Linked DNA regions of Mus musculus: region 2 is linked to region 1. A link is a contact called in public Hi-C data. All regions are on one chromosome and are shown on one strand. The core of a region is the stretch at or near the end of the contact, and the rest is flanking DNA. Distances in the headings are between cores, read along the strand shown.

The links. Hi-C and Micro-C count contacts between places; a contact is called where the count stands out from the background.
Region 2: a contact with region 1 is called in a Hi-C map of the N1E-115 cell line, with 4 times the contacts expected there. The contact joins two enhancer-like sites. A contact is called at or near these places in 1 of 15 datasets of contacts at CTCF or cohesin (embryonic stem cells), 9 of 484 Hi-C or Micro-C datasets (the G1E-ER4 cell line, the N1E-115 cell line, embryonic heart and 3 more) and 3 of 115 datasets of contacts at active chromatin or transcription factors (astrocytes and embryonic stem cells).

What each region holds. Positions count from the first base shown.
Region 1 is chr2:157,631,695-157,637,323 of GRCm38.p6, reverse strand. No RefSeq gene overlaps it. Among named protein-coding and RNA genes, the nearest start is that of Platr27, 37 kb to the right of the region's middle. Within about 2 kb of position 1,458, at least 3 of the 459 cell types and tissues checked have an H3K27ac peak or open chromatin away from gene starts, as enhancers often do. A contact at or near this core is called in the N1E-115 cell line, where this site is marked.
Region 2 is chr2:157,702,545-157,709,046 of GRCm38.p6, reverse strand. No RefSeq gene overlaps it. Among named protein-coding and RNA genes, the nearest start is that of Gm25407, 8.0 kb to the left of the region's middle. Within about 2 kb of position 3,931, at least 20 of the 459 cell types and tissues checked have an H3K27ac peak or open chromatin away from gene starts, as enhancers often do. A contact at or near this core is called in the N1E-115 cell line, where this site is marked.

The sequences.
Region 1 (5,629 bases), core at 209-2,708:
CTGTGGTCCATGTTACCATCAAAGGCCGAGTGCATAGTCCTGGTCTGGGTTGCCGCCCCTGGGCCATGTAGATGTACGAGGGGTGTGGGACGCTGAGCAGAGTTGGCTCCACCCCTCACTAGCCAGGTGGTTGCATGGGCAGGCCAATGCCCCTCGATGGGTGCAGCACTGGGGAGCTTTGATCCAGGGCCCACCCCAACATCTACTCCATCTATGAACTGCTGGAGCTCATGAAGGGGCTGGTCCTGCAGATCCAAAGTTGCAGAATCTCCATGACACAGGGCAAGAACAGAATATCTGAGAGGAGTCCGTGAGCATCCACTACTGATAGACTAGCAGAAGCCAGAGGCCTTGAGCCAGACCAAAGACTCATTGCAATGAACATTTGCAAGTAATGATATTTGGATAAAAGGTGTACTGTGGGACACCCTGCGGCTTCTACAGAGAGATGCTTTTGGTTGTTGCTTCTTTTACTTTTTAAAAAAATTTTTAGGCACACGCCTTTAATCCCAGCACTCGGGAGGCAGAGGGCAGGCGGATTTCTGAGTTCGAGGCCAGCCTGGTCTACAAAGTGAGTTTCAGGACAGCCAGGGCTATACAGAGAAACCCTGTCTCAGAAAACCAAAAAAGAAAAAGAAGAAAAAAAAGAAAAAAAGAAAAAGAAATTTCTTTTGGGTTGCAAGGGCAGAGGGTAGATATGAAGGGATGGGGAAATGAGTGAGATTGGGGTGCATAAAGTGAACTTCACAAAGAATCAATAAGAAGGTTTTTAAAAATTAAAATAATGTGAGAAAATGTTTCTGGGCCCCCAACCTTCTCCTATAACCACCTAGGCTAAGCCTCCCTCCCTGGAGACCACTGCAGAAATCCTGGCTGTTCTTGAGGGTCTGTCTCAAAGCAAACACATCAGGATCTGGACCATCTAAGGGCTGCTTCCTTCTGGAACAAAGAGCCTGGCATTTGGGAGAGAAAAGTCATGCTTTCCCAGCAAAAGTGGTTTCTTGGCATCGATGGGTGGAACTGCCTCATGGATGGATACCCCTTTCCACAGGACTAATTATAGATTTATTAATATTTATGGGCCTCTCGTCGCAGCCGATAGATCTTGTTCGAGGACATTAAGCCTTATCTCCGTCCCTCCAGGAAGGGGCATCGAAAGCCAGTTCTAATTGGGTAGCCGGCAATCAAGATAGAAGGGAAAAATGACAATAGCTTGCCTGTTGCCATATATTAAAATATGGTCCTCCCCTCTCAATGATTATCTGCAGAATTAATATCTTGCTAGTCCAGGTTTGGGCCCTAATAGCAGGAAACCGTATTAAATACTTTGCTAAGAGCAATCAGCTTTTTGATAAGGCTAATGGCTCTAGCCCTGGCTATTTCTCATGCTGAGCGGTCTGTTTCTAATCCAGCAGAAGCCTGGCCACTTTGTCCGTCTCGTTTGTCATTCAAAGTCAGCAACACTGGCGCCATCTCCTGGTCAGGCTCCCTGCTGCATCTTTCCATTCCCCATCCTGTCGCGGCCTGGAAGGCTTGCCCTGGGAATGAGGTGGCCATTGCATCTGCAGGAAGACGCGAGAGATGAATGCTGGTTCTCTATTTACTTTGTCTTTTCACTTAATCGAGGCTCCTAGCCGTAGAACGGTGCGGTGCGTGTTTAGGGTGGGTCTTCTCACCTCTGTTAAGACAGTCTAGAAAGTTCCTGAGAGTCGTTCCTGCAGATTTATTGCCATGGTGACTCTAAATCCTATCAAGCTGACAATGAAGGTTGCCATCAGCCATCACACGACCTCTCTGGGCTCAGTTTCTGCATCTGTAAAATGGGACTAGAAGTTGTCATCCTCTGCAGAACCCTGTGGTCCAGCCAGAGACGGACACAGTGTGACAGCTCTCAGAAGGGAAGCCTACGCGGGGCAGGTACCTGAGGTCCCAGATCTGGCCTGCACCGTGGCAGCGTCAATACCAGCAGCTGGGGCAGGGCAGCTGCCGGTGGCAGCAGGCAGTGACAACAGAGGCAGCAGGAGCATGAGTCCAGCCTGTCAGGAGGGTACAAGGACCAGCGATGAATGCTTCTGGGAAGAAAACCTTTTCCCCAAGTGTCACAGCTCAGTAAATCAGTCGCTCTCAGATGATTCTCGGTGAAATAGCCTGTGCGCTCTATTCCATGTGTACAGGGACTTTATAAACACTGAGGAGCAGGGTGGGATCCAGGGGTAGGGGTTTCCTATTGGCTCAAACTGAGATGCTAATGATGCTAACCTGCATGGGGAAGGACTTCAGATGTTTTCCCCCACATGGCTGATTGTCATGGTCATCTCAGTGGGTTGTCGTGGTTATGTGTCCCAGAGCACGTAGAGTTTGGCATGGAGTTGGCCCCACTCCTACCATTCTCAGTTCTGAGTTTCAGGGGGCTTGGGGCCACTCAGCCTGACCAGTTCTTCTGTCTGGTGGCAAGGTCTACTTGCCCACAAGAAGTCCCTGTAACTGCTGTTTTGAGCTTTAAATGAGACTATATGAGTAAGACAGGGTGCCCAGGCACAGGCAATGCCTACAGATCAGCTCATCTTTACTACACTCCCTGGCATCCTCCTGCCATTCAGAAACCTCTCTGCGGGTCTCCACCTGACCTTGTCTTGTGTTGTGGGTGCTTTTGTGTCTCCCCTCTGCCACCCTAGATTGGGCTCTAGATTCTCAGGGATCTAGATGTGCCCAGCTTTACCATTTCTCAAGGCCCTGGGTAGCTGACTTGAAACCTGACACAGTGAATGCCCAGATGTTGCCTCAGTGTGAGCATCATTCCAGATGTGTGACATTCACTGTGCTCCAGACCCCGTGGCAGGGCCCTTTACAGAGATTAATGCATAGTAACCAGGGATCAGCAAGAGTCCTCAGCCACCAGCCCAGGGAACTAGGCCGTGCTTCTGCTTCCCAGGTCTCAGGCAGCCCCATTGGGCACAGTGATGGCTTTCTTTCCCCCAAGGTGGAAACTGCTTCTTGCTGGGTCCCCACTCTGTCTAGGCTCTCCCCAAGAGTATCCCCCACCCTTAAAGTGACTACTGTGGTTCTCGTATAAGAATGATGGGTACTAGCCGGGCAGTGGTGATACAGGTCTTTAATCCCAGCAATTGGGAGGCAGAGGCAGGTGGATTTCTGAGTTCGAGGCCAGCTTGGTCTACAGAGTGAGTTCCAGGACAGCCAGGGCCATGCAGAGAAACCCTGTTTAAAAAAAAAAAAAAAAAAGAATGATGGGTATTGAGGTTCAGAGAGGGTGAGGTGACATGCTTGGTCACACAGCATATTAAGTTAAATTTCGAACCCAGATCCAGAGGCTCTGGTTTATTTGGGACTAGGGGTTTGGTAAGAAGGATGAGTCCGATCCAGCTCCTGCTGGACTGCCACCATGTCCTGACTTTTGTGCTCTCTTCCTGGGGCACCAGCACTCTGGCAGTCTGTTCCGTGGTAGCTGGCCCTTTACCTCGGGAGGCAGGCAGACCCACCCTAGCCTCTGCTTTTTAAGCTTCACTTCCAATCACCAGCTGGAATCTAATTTTAACAACTACAGAGTCCCCTTCCTAGGATCCAGATCCTGTACTGTCTAACTCTGACCCTGGTGCCCCTGGGTCTTAAAGCCCACCAGATCTCCCTCTTCAGGCTACAGACATCCGAGTTGAGAGGAAAAGGGTCCAATTCTCCCTCATGGGAACAATGTACGTGATAGAAGCCCTGTGGGGAGGGAGGGAAATGAAACGACCTCCTGGGTGAAGTAGGGCAGGAGGCCTGAAGCCTAGGCCCAGGCTCTGGAAATAGCGAGCTCACCAGTGAGCCAGTGGACGAGGCAGTGCCAACACTTGGCTGCAGGACCAGAGAACCCAAGCAGGCCAAGCAGTCTGTAGGTCTCCAACAAGGAACAGACAGATGTCCCGTAGACAATACGACCAGAATTAAATCTAGTGAAACAAACCCAGGGGCTAGGCCCTGCTCTCAAATGCACAGGGCCCTGCTCACCCTTCCATGTAGGCAGATCAATAGGCAGCATTGGTACAAGAACCCAGAGCCCAAGAAGAGCTGATTTCTCCTCCTGCCGCTGGCACCTGTCACCAAGACAGCTATGCAGTGGCTGCTGACAGGTACCACAGCCGTTCACCATCTCAGCAATGCTGACAGCTGCTCTGGCTGCCTCTCTTCAGGGAATATACTCATCTGAGACCAGACTGTCTCCACAGAGGCATCAACAAGGAAAAGGGGGCGGACCGCAGGTTGTCACTACACTGTACACCTGCCCATCTCCTCAGGCACCACCTGACGGGAGACTTTTAATCATCAGAGGGCCGTGGAGGGCCTCTGTAAGGATCTCTGACCTCAGTGACCTCAGCTCCTTCCCAAGTAAACCTTAAGCAGACCTGAGAGCCACCTATGCCCATATAACAAGTGTAGATATATGCTCTGTTGTGATCATAAAAAGATAAAGAGCTATAAGAATGTGTTCTATGGGGGTGTGGGGGGGTGCCACTGTCCTAGGGTTACCCACTGCCAAGCTTGCTAAGACAGCCATTATCCCAGCCCTTGGTGTTTCTCATCCTATAGATGAGAAAATGAACCCAAGAGGCAGAGGACAGTTGGTGGCCTATCTGTCCCTTAGAGTCAGAGACTACCACCAACACATTCACAAAGGTCACAGTGCATCGGACTAAGGCTATGGCTCCGTTGGTAGAATACTTCCCTCTGAGACATTCCTTCCCCCTGAGAGACCAGCCACACGACGGTATAGTATAGAATAAAGTTTATTCAGGACATGGGGAGGGAAGTTAAGAGAGTAGTAGAAGCAGAGAAAGGCAAAGAGAAGGAGAGAGTAGAAAAGTAGAGACCAGCCATGACCATGTGGAGAGAGAGCGGGGAAAGGGGGGAGCAAGGGGGCAAGAGACAAGGGAGAGACAAGAGAACAAGAGAGCAAGAGAGAGTAAGAGAAAAAGGAGGGGCCAAGCAGCCCCTTTTATAGTGGGCCAGGCCTACCTTGCTGTTGCCAGGTAACTATGGGAGTGGAGTCTAGACAGAATACTAACATGCTCAGCCTCTGACATGCAGCATGCAGCCAATGCTTGTACTCCAGAGACTAGCAGCTTGCACAAGAGCACATGTGTGCGCACATGCAGGTTCTCAATATGAGAAGTGCAAATGTGCAGGCATTCGTGGTTTAGTTCCCACATACTCACGCACCCACATTCACAGGTGCACAGGCAGAGCACGGGGTCTCGGTCTGGACTCTTTCAAAGGGAGCCTCTAGGTGGGTAGTTCAGATGAGACACAGGAAGATCAGAGGAAAAGCAGGGTGAGAAATATGTGTGAGTTACCATGGTGCCCTCTGCAGGACACCAGCCCCAGACCCTGGGGGACACACTTTACACTCATCCCACAGAACAAAACGACATAGTACAGCTTATCACATCATAGTGGGATAAACTAGAAATCAGTAGCAAGAGAGGCCACAGGAGCTGTACAAATCCTTAGCAACTGAACACTTTCCAGTGACCTCAGTGGGCCTTGGAAGAAATCGGAATGCCAAGCTTCTTAGAACCAGGCCAGGCGTGGTGGCACCTGACTTGAATCCCAGCCCTTGGGAAGCAGAGGCAGG
Region 2 (6,502 bases), core at 2,682-5,181, 69 kb before region 1:
GGTTTTCAGTTGGTGGAACTGTTTGGGAAGGGTGAAGAAGTGTGGCCTTAGGAGAGGAGTTACATCACAAAGGTAGGCTTTGACAGTTCAAAGTGCTCACACCAGGCCCAGTGTCTCCTTCTGCCTCCTGCTTGTAGATCAGACATGAGCCCTCAGCTACTGCTCCAGTGCCATGCCTGTCTGTCTGCTTCAGTGCTCCCTGCCACAATGGTCATGGACTCAGCCAATAAATTCTTTCTTTCATTTCTACTTTGGAGCTTTTTAAAATATGTTTATGGAGTCGCATTAATGGTAAAGAGTCATCATTGAACTAAAAAATGTTTTTCTTAGGTAAAATAACTTAGTAATCCCATATTGGTATACACTCATACAGACATACACATGCACATAATGTTTTGCCGTCTGGAGAGATGGCTCATTGGCGAAGCACACTGAGTTCTCTTCCAGAGGATGTGGTCTTGATTTCTAGCACCCACATGGCAGCTCACAACTGTCTGTAACTAATTCCAGGGGCCCCGACACCCCTTCTTCTGCTCTCCACAGCTATCAGGCATAATCCAAACCAAACACTTACATGCATAAAATAAAATGAAATAAACACATAAAAGAGAATTTTAGATATTTGCTATTGCCTGGCCACTGAAACTTCAAAAACTGGAGCTACCAATCAGAAGCTGTGGGTCCAGCCTGGGCATGTGTGCGTGCGTGCGTGCGTGCGTGCGTGCGTGGAGCGGCTGATTATTTGCTCTCTGACAGTGATCAGTCTTCATGGCTGTTTTGACAGCCTAGCCTAGGGCAGCTTTCCACCCCCACCTCTTTACTGTTCATTCCTCCTTTCCCGTTTCTTCCCTTGGGGGAGCTCAGCCTGCTCAGCATTGTACTCCTGCAGACACCTGTTTATTAGCTGCTGTCTAAATTTGTATGCTGGCAGCGTGAGGTTGTGTTCATGTGCACACCTCGGCCTAGTGATGCTCTTAGTGCAGGGTAGGGGCTTAGGAAGTATTTGTGGAAGGAAAGACGAGAAGGAAGGAAGGAAGGAAACAAAAAAGGGACCGAGGGAGGAAAAGAGAGAGGGACAAAGAGCCATGGAGCCTGGGACCTCAGTTTGGAGAACATCAGTCTGCGGAGCTCTCATGCCACCGACCCTTCGTCATACCTGTGACCTCAGCAAGGCCCCCAGTGCACAGTACCCAGCAGGCCAATAGCAGCCCTCCCCTCCCCCTTAAGAACCTGTCTCTGCGTCTTCTTCCCTTAAGCACATAGGGTTAAAGTGAGATCCAGCACCTACCACAGTGCTGTGCTTCCCCCGAGAGGTGCTAGGAGTTGGTGGACTGATGCCCAGACTTTCAGCCAGCTATTTAGGATTGAGCCCTGATTGCCCAAGGCAGTGTCTACTGGCTCCCCAGCCACTCACTTCCCAAATACCTTCCTTTACTAAGCCTTTGTTTCCAGTGCTGATTCTGGAATAGCCTGCCCAGAAACTGGCTGGGGCACCTCCCTATAACCTGCTACCCCCTTTCCTTAACTCTCCTCCTTGATCCCAAGTCCTCTGCCCGCTCTTTCAATGACTTCTACAGAAATGCCCCTCTGGCCACCCTCTCACCTCACCTGGCAGACAAGCTGGCAGGTCTTGACTTCCTTCCAACCTGGCTAGAGTTCCAAGAAATTTTAATGAAGAGCCTTGGCTGGGCACTGCAGGGCCCAGGTGCTTTGCAGCAGGGGAGGGCGGGTGAGGAGGGCAGCGGGCGAGAAAGGCCGCCTTTAACAAGAGTCTGCAGTGATTAAATCACCTGCTGTCTCCTCAACCCCTCCATTTGTTCCTAGATGCTGCCTCCAATCCATGACCGCCCCAGCAACCCTCCATTTCCTCCATCCCCTGCAACCTTATTCCCCACCCCCACTCCTCACACCACTCTACCACCCCTACCATCCCCCATCCCCATCCTGCTACCCTGCAGTTACCTTAGCAGCAGTGCTGACTGGGCCTTCCCAGAACTACAGGTCATTTAATTAGGAGATTAAGGTTGTGTTGATGTGTGGTGTTGTGTTGTGTTGTGTTGTGTTGTGTTTTGAGACAGGTCTTACAATGTAGCCCAGGCTGGCCTAGAGGCCACTTTATAAACCAGACTGGCCTCACATGTGTAGTAATCCTACCTCAGTATCCGTGCTGGGATTACAGGCTGTGCCACTCTGCCTGGCTGAGAATTATTTTCATAAAAATGTGTATTCACATCAGGGAGAAACAGGAGTAGAACCTGACTAGAAAGTCATATAATCAATATTCATCCTTCTCTCCATCCATCCATCTCTGGGAGTATTTTCATATCTAAGTCCTGGGACAAAGGCTGTGGCCCTCCCCACCAGGTCCTTACATTCCAGCAGTGACCAGATCAGACAGTGTGGAAGCAGGAACCACTGAAGGAATCACACCAGAGGAACTTCTTCAGTTAGAAGGTAATGGAGATTCTGAGAAGCAACTGGAGGTTCAGAGGAGTCCAAAGACCAGCTGCAGAAGGCTGCCCCCATGCTGTGCCTGAGAGACAGAGGAGAAGGCTGTGTGCTAGCTATCCAGGAGAGGGCTCCCAGTGGACTGTGGCGCTCCTGGGAGCCAGAGACCCAGAGGAGAGGCCACCCCGACAGAGAAACACCTAACATCCCCCTTGCTCCTACACAAGTAGGACATAGGACTTATGAAAAATGAGCGGCACTGGAGGGGGCTCAGGGATAGAGCAGAGTGTGGAAAACGTGACGGGGAGCTGTGGCTTTGCCAGGAGAATGCAGCAGCCAAGGGAGTTGGGTTTTGAGGCATGAACAGGAGCTCACTGAGCATCAAATTAGAGGAGTGTGGCCCAAGGAGCTGGCCTATTACACCGTGGCTCCCTACTATGCTCAGGGGATATGTCTCAAGAATCCCAGTGGATGCCCGAAGCCACAGGTTGTAGTTAGCTTCGTGCATACTGACACTCGGATATGGGTGACCAGCCATTAATATTCTGACTCAAGGCACACACTCTTTCTCCTCCCTGTAAGGCCTGTGTCCAAGTCTCAGCACATGCCGGTGTTGGGATAAGCTCCCAGCACCCCCTGAGGCCTGCCTCTGGCCCAACCTTACTCTTAGCCACCAGCAGAGCTGATGGTCCCTCTAGACCACCATGGGGGAGAGATTTTTGACCCGGTCATCGTACCTGAGTCTTCTGTACTTTGATAAGAACCCCCCCCCCCCACCAGCCCAGGTTTTAAGCTGACCCCGCCGGCCTTGAGCCTTTGGCAGGCAGCCGGCCAGCGGGAGGGCCCAGAGCTCAGGACCAAGAGACTCCAGTTTCCATTTTGCTCAGTCCAGATGCCTCCAGATCTAATTCCGAATAAATAATTATGCTGAGTAACCCGGGTCCCTTGGTGATTAAGTAAACAGGCCGAGGCGGGTGGAAATTGAATTAGTGCAGCGTGCTCAGCCATTATTACCCACCCCTTCTCATGCATATTAATGAGGGGTTATTAAGAAATGTAAATGCTGCCCCAGGGGGCGTGGAGATGGGGAAGGGAGGTCAGGGCCAGAGGACAGGCCCTTCCGAAAGCCGCGTGATCGAAGGCATTTTGAAAATTATGTCGGGAACGTTCGCTTCTGCACTATGGCAACATTTCCGGATGCCTCGCTTTTATTAAAATGAGGAAAGGGGAACAAATTTTAATTTGAGGATAAAATTAGCATTTTCCAAAAAGCCTTGGCAGCAGAGAGGACATATTTTGCCAGAAAATGGACATTCAGGGCCGGGCGGGGCAAGGTTGTGCGGCTGATGGACGATTAGTTCTCTCAGTTCATCTCCAGGCAAGGGAGTAAACAAATTAATCTCCGGGCAGGGAACAGGCCGGAAGATGCTGGAAACCTACGGGAGCCAGCAAAGTCTTCACTGGAAAGCCAGAGGTGTCACTGGGGCCTGGAATCCTCTCAGTGCTGGCCAGGAGAGGTCACACTCTGCTCTGAGGTCGCTCTGGAAGGCCGAGAGCTCTGGCTGAGTTTTGTAGCAAGATGGATGAAGGAGACGGCTTCTCCCCGACACACTGGGCAAGGGTGGAATCCAGGGATGCAACCTCTGCCCACCACTCTTCTCACCTGACCTCCAGGGTCCGCGGTATCTTCCCCCTCTGCTCCTAGCTTGTCCTCAGCACTCTGTTCCCATCTCTGCTACCAGATTCATCCCCACCCCCCACTCCAGCCAGGTCTCTTTTCACTGGGTAACCTGTCAGGAGTCACTAGTTCCCTTAGGCTGAAGTTGCATTCCTCTTGCCATTGGGGTGTCTCCAGGATCTGACCTCAGTTTAAACTCCTGCTGTTCCCTGCAGTTGCAATTGGATGGAGAGAGAGCACAAGCAGGCAAAAATAAATAAATAAATAAATAAATAAATAAATAAAGACAAAGAGGCAGGAAAAGGAAGGAAGAGCTGGAGAAAGAAGCAAATGTTAAGATTCACTAAGACTTTATGTAAGGCTGTGCTGGGATGGACAGCTGCCGACCATCATGGACCAGTTGCAGGACCAATTGTATCACTCCCTGAAGCATAGCTGTCTCGACATCACAGAGGACACAGCTCTCATCCGAGCACAGAACTTTTACTCTGGGTCACCATGGGCATCAAAGCTTGAACTCTGACCTACTACTGTGACTATGGGGCTAAGGATGACCTTGAATTTCCCATCATCCTGCCTCTTCTTCCTAAGACCCACATGGTCCTCAGATTTCCACATGCACACTGTGGCTCTTGAGCCAGACCCCCCCCCCCTCCCACGTAACTGCAATTTTAGAAACTTTTAAAAAGAAGGAGGAGGAGGAGGAGAAGGAGGAGGAGGAGGAGAAGGAGAAGGAGAAGAGGAAGAGGAAGAGGAAGAGGAAGAGGAAGAAGAAGAAGGAGGAGGAAGAGGAAGAAGAAGAAGAAGAAGAAGAAGAAGAAGAAGAAGAAGAAGAAGAAGAAGAAGAAGAAGAAGAAGAAGAAAGGGAGTTTAATCACTATGTGCTGCAAGTATCCAAGAAAAACAGGTAGAAGAAAAGAATGAAAGTTCTGGAATCAAGCCTCATCCATCTTGAGGAATATCTCTTCTGGCAGGGACTGGGGCTCAGCTGGTCACATGCTTGCCTAGTAGGCACAAGGCTCTGAGTTCCATTCCCAGCACTACCTAAACTGGGTGTGGTTGTGCACACCTGGGATCCCAACACAGTTAGAGGCATCGGGGATGAGACGTTCAAGGTCATCCATCCTTGGCTGCATAGTGAGTCAGGCCAGTCTAGGATATGTGAGACCTTGTCTCAAAATAAACAAGGAGGCAGAAGGAGGGAGAGAGGGAAGGGAGGGGAGAGGAAAAGAGAGGGAGGGAAGGAGAGAGGGAGTGAGGAAGGGAGAGAAGGAGTGGGAGAGGGAGGGAGAGAGAGATTGAAGAGAAGAAAGACTGCCTTTCAAGACACAAATATAATTCACCCGCTTCCTGCACCCAGTGGAAACACACATACTATCAGAGATCCAACCATGCTGTGCTCCCCACAGTATCTCTTAGATGAAGTTGATATCAACCCTATGGCATCCATAGACATCCTCACCATGAGTCCCTGAGCTGCCAATGGGAGCCCAGATGTGGGCCTCTTGGGACTCACCACGCACCCCACCCCCAGCCAAGAAAGAGTGGATCCGATCTAACTCATGCATTTTAACGACTTCTCCAGCACGCCTCGCTCCACCCGCTCGCTTGCAGGAATAAAGGCTGACAGGTGCAGCTGAGTTAATCAGAGTGGATAATAGAGGAAGAGACAGGAATCGCTGGCCAAATTGCTGCAGAGAAAAATGGGGCAAAACCATGAGAAGCAAGTCAAAAGTGTCCAATTAAAGTGTGGTGGTGTTTAAAGGGCAGGAACCACATCCCTGAAAGTAGCCGCGTGCTCTGGGGGCCGAGGGCACCCTCCGCCCTAAGAACCATTTCTCGTGGTTTACAGATGAATTCCTTTATATCTGAATAGATATTTTAATGTGTATTACAAAAATGCAAGTAGCATATAAAACCTGCTATTTCATGCATATTACTGCCTAGGATGAGTCTGAGAAGATATTTTATTGCTAGTCAATTAAAAGAAAAAATTTTATTTTATAAGGGAAGGAAGATATAAGGGAAAGAAGAATAGGGTAAAAATATGATGTTGGCTCTGTGTCTGTATGTGTGCACATGTACACACGCATGTCTGTATATGTCTATGTGTTTTGTGTATATGTTTCTCTGTGTGTGTATGTCTCTGTGTGTATATGTGTATAAGTCTGTATACGTATGTGTGGTCTCTGTGTGCATGCCTCTCTGTGTGTATATGTCTATATGATCTGTCTTTCTCTGTGTGTGTCTGTATGTATGTCTGCATGTATGTGTGTGTATGTCTGTATATGTCTCTGTGTGTGTTCATCTTTGTCTATGTGTTTGCATACATGTCTGCATATGCATGCCTGGTCTGTGTGTGTGTGTGAACTCTCT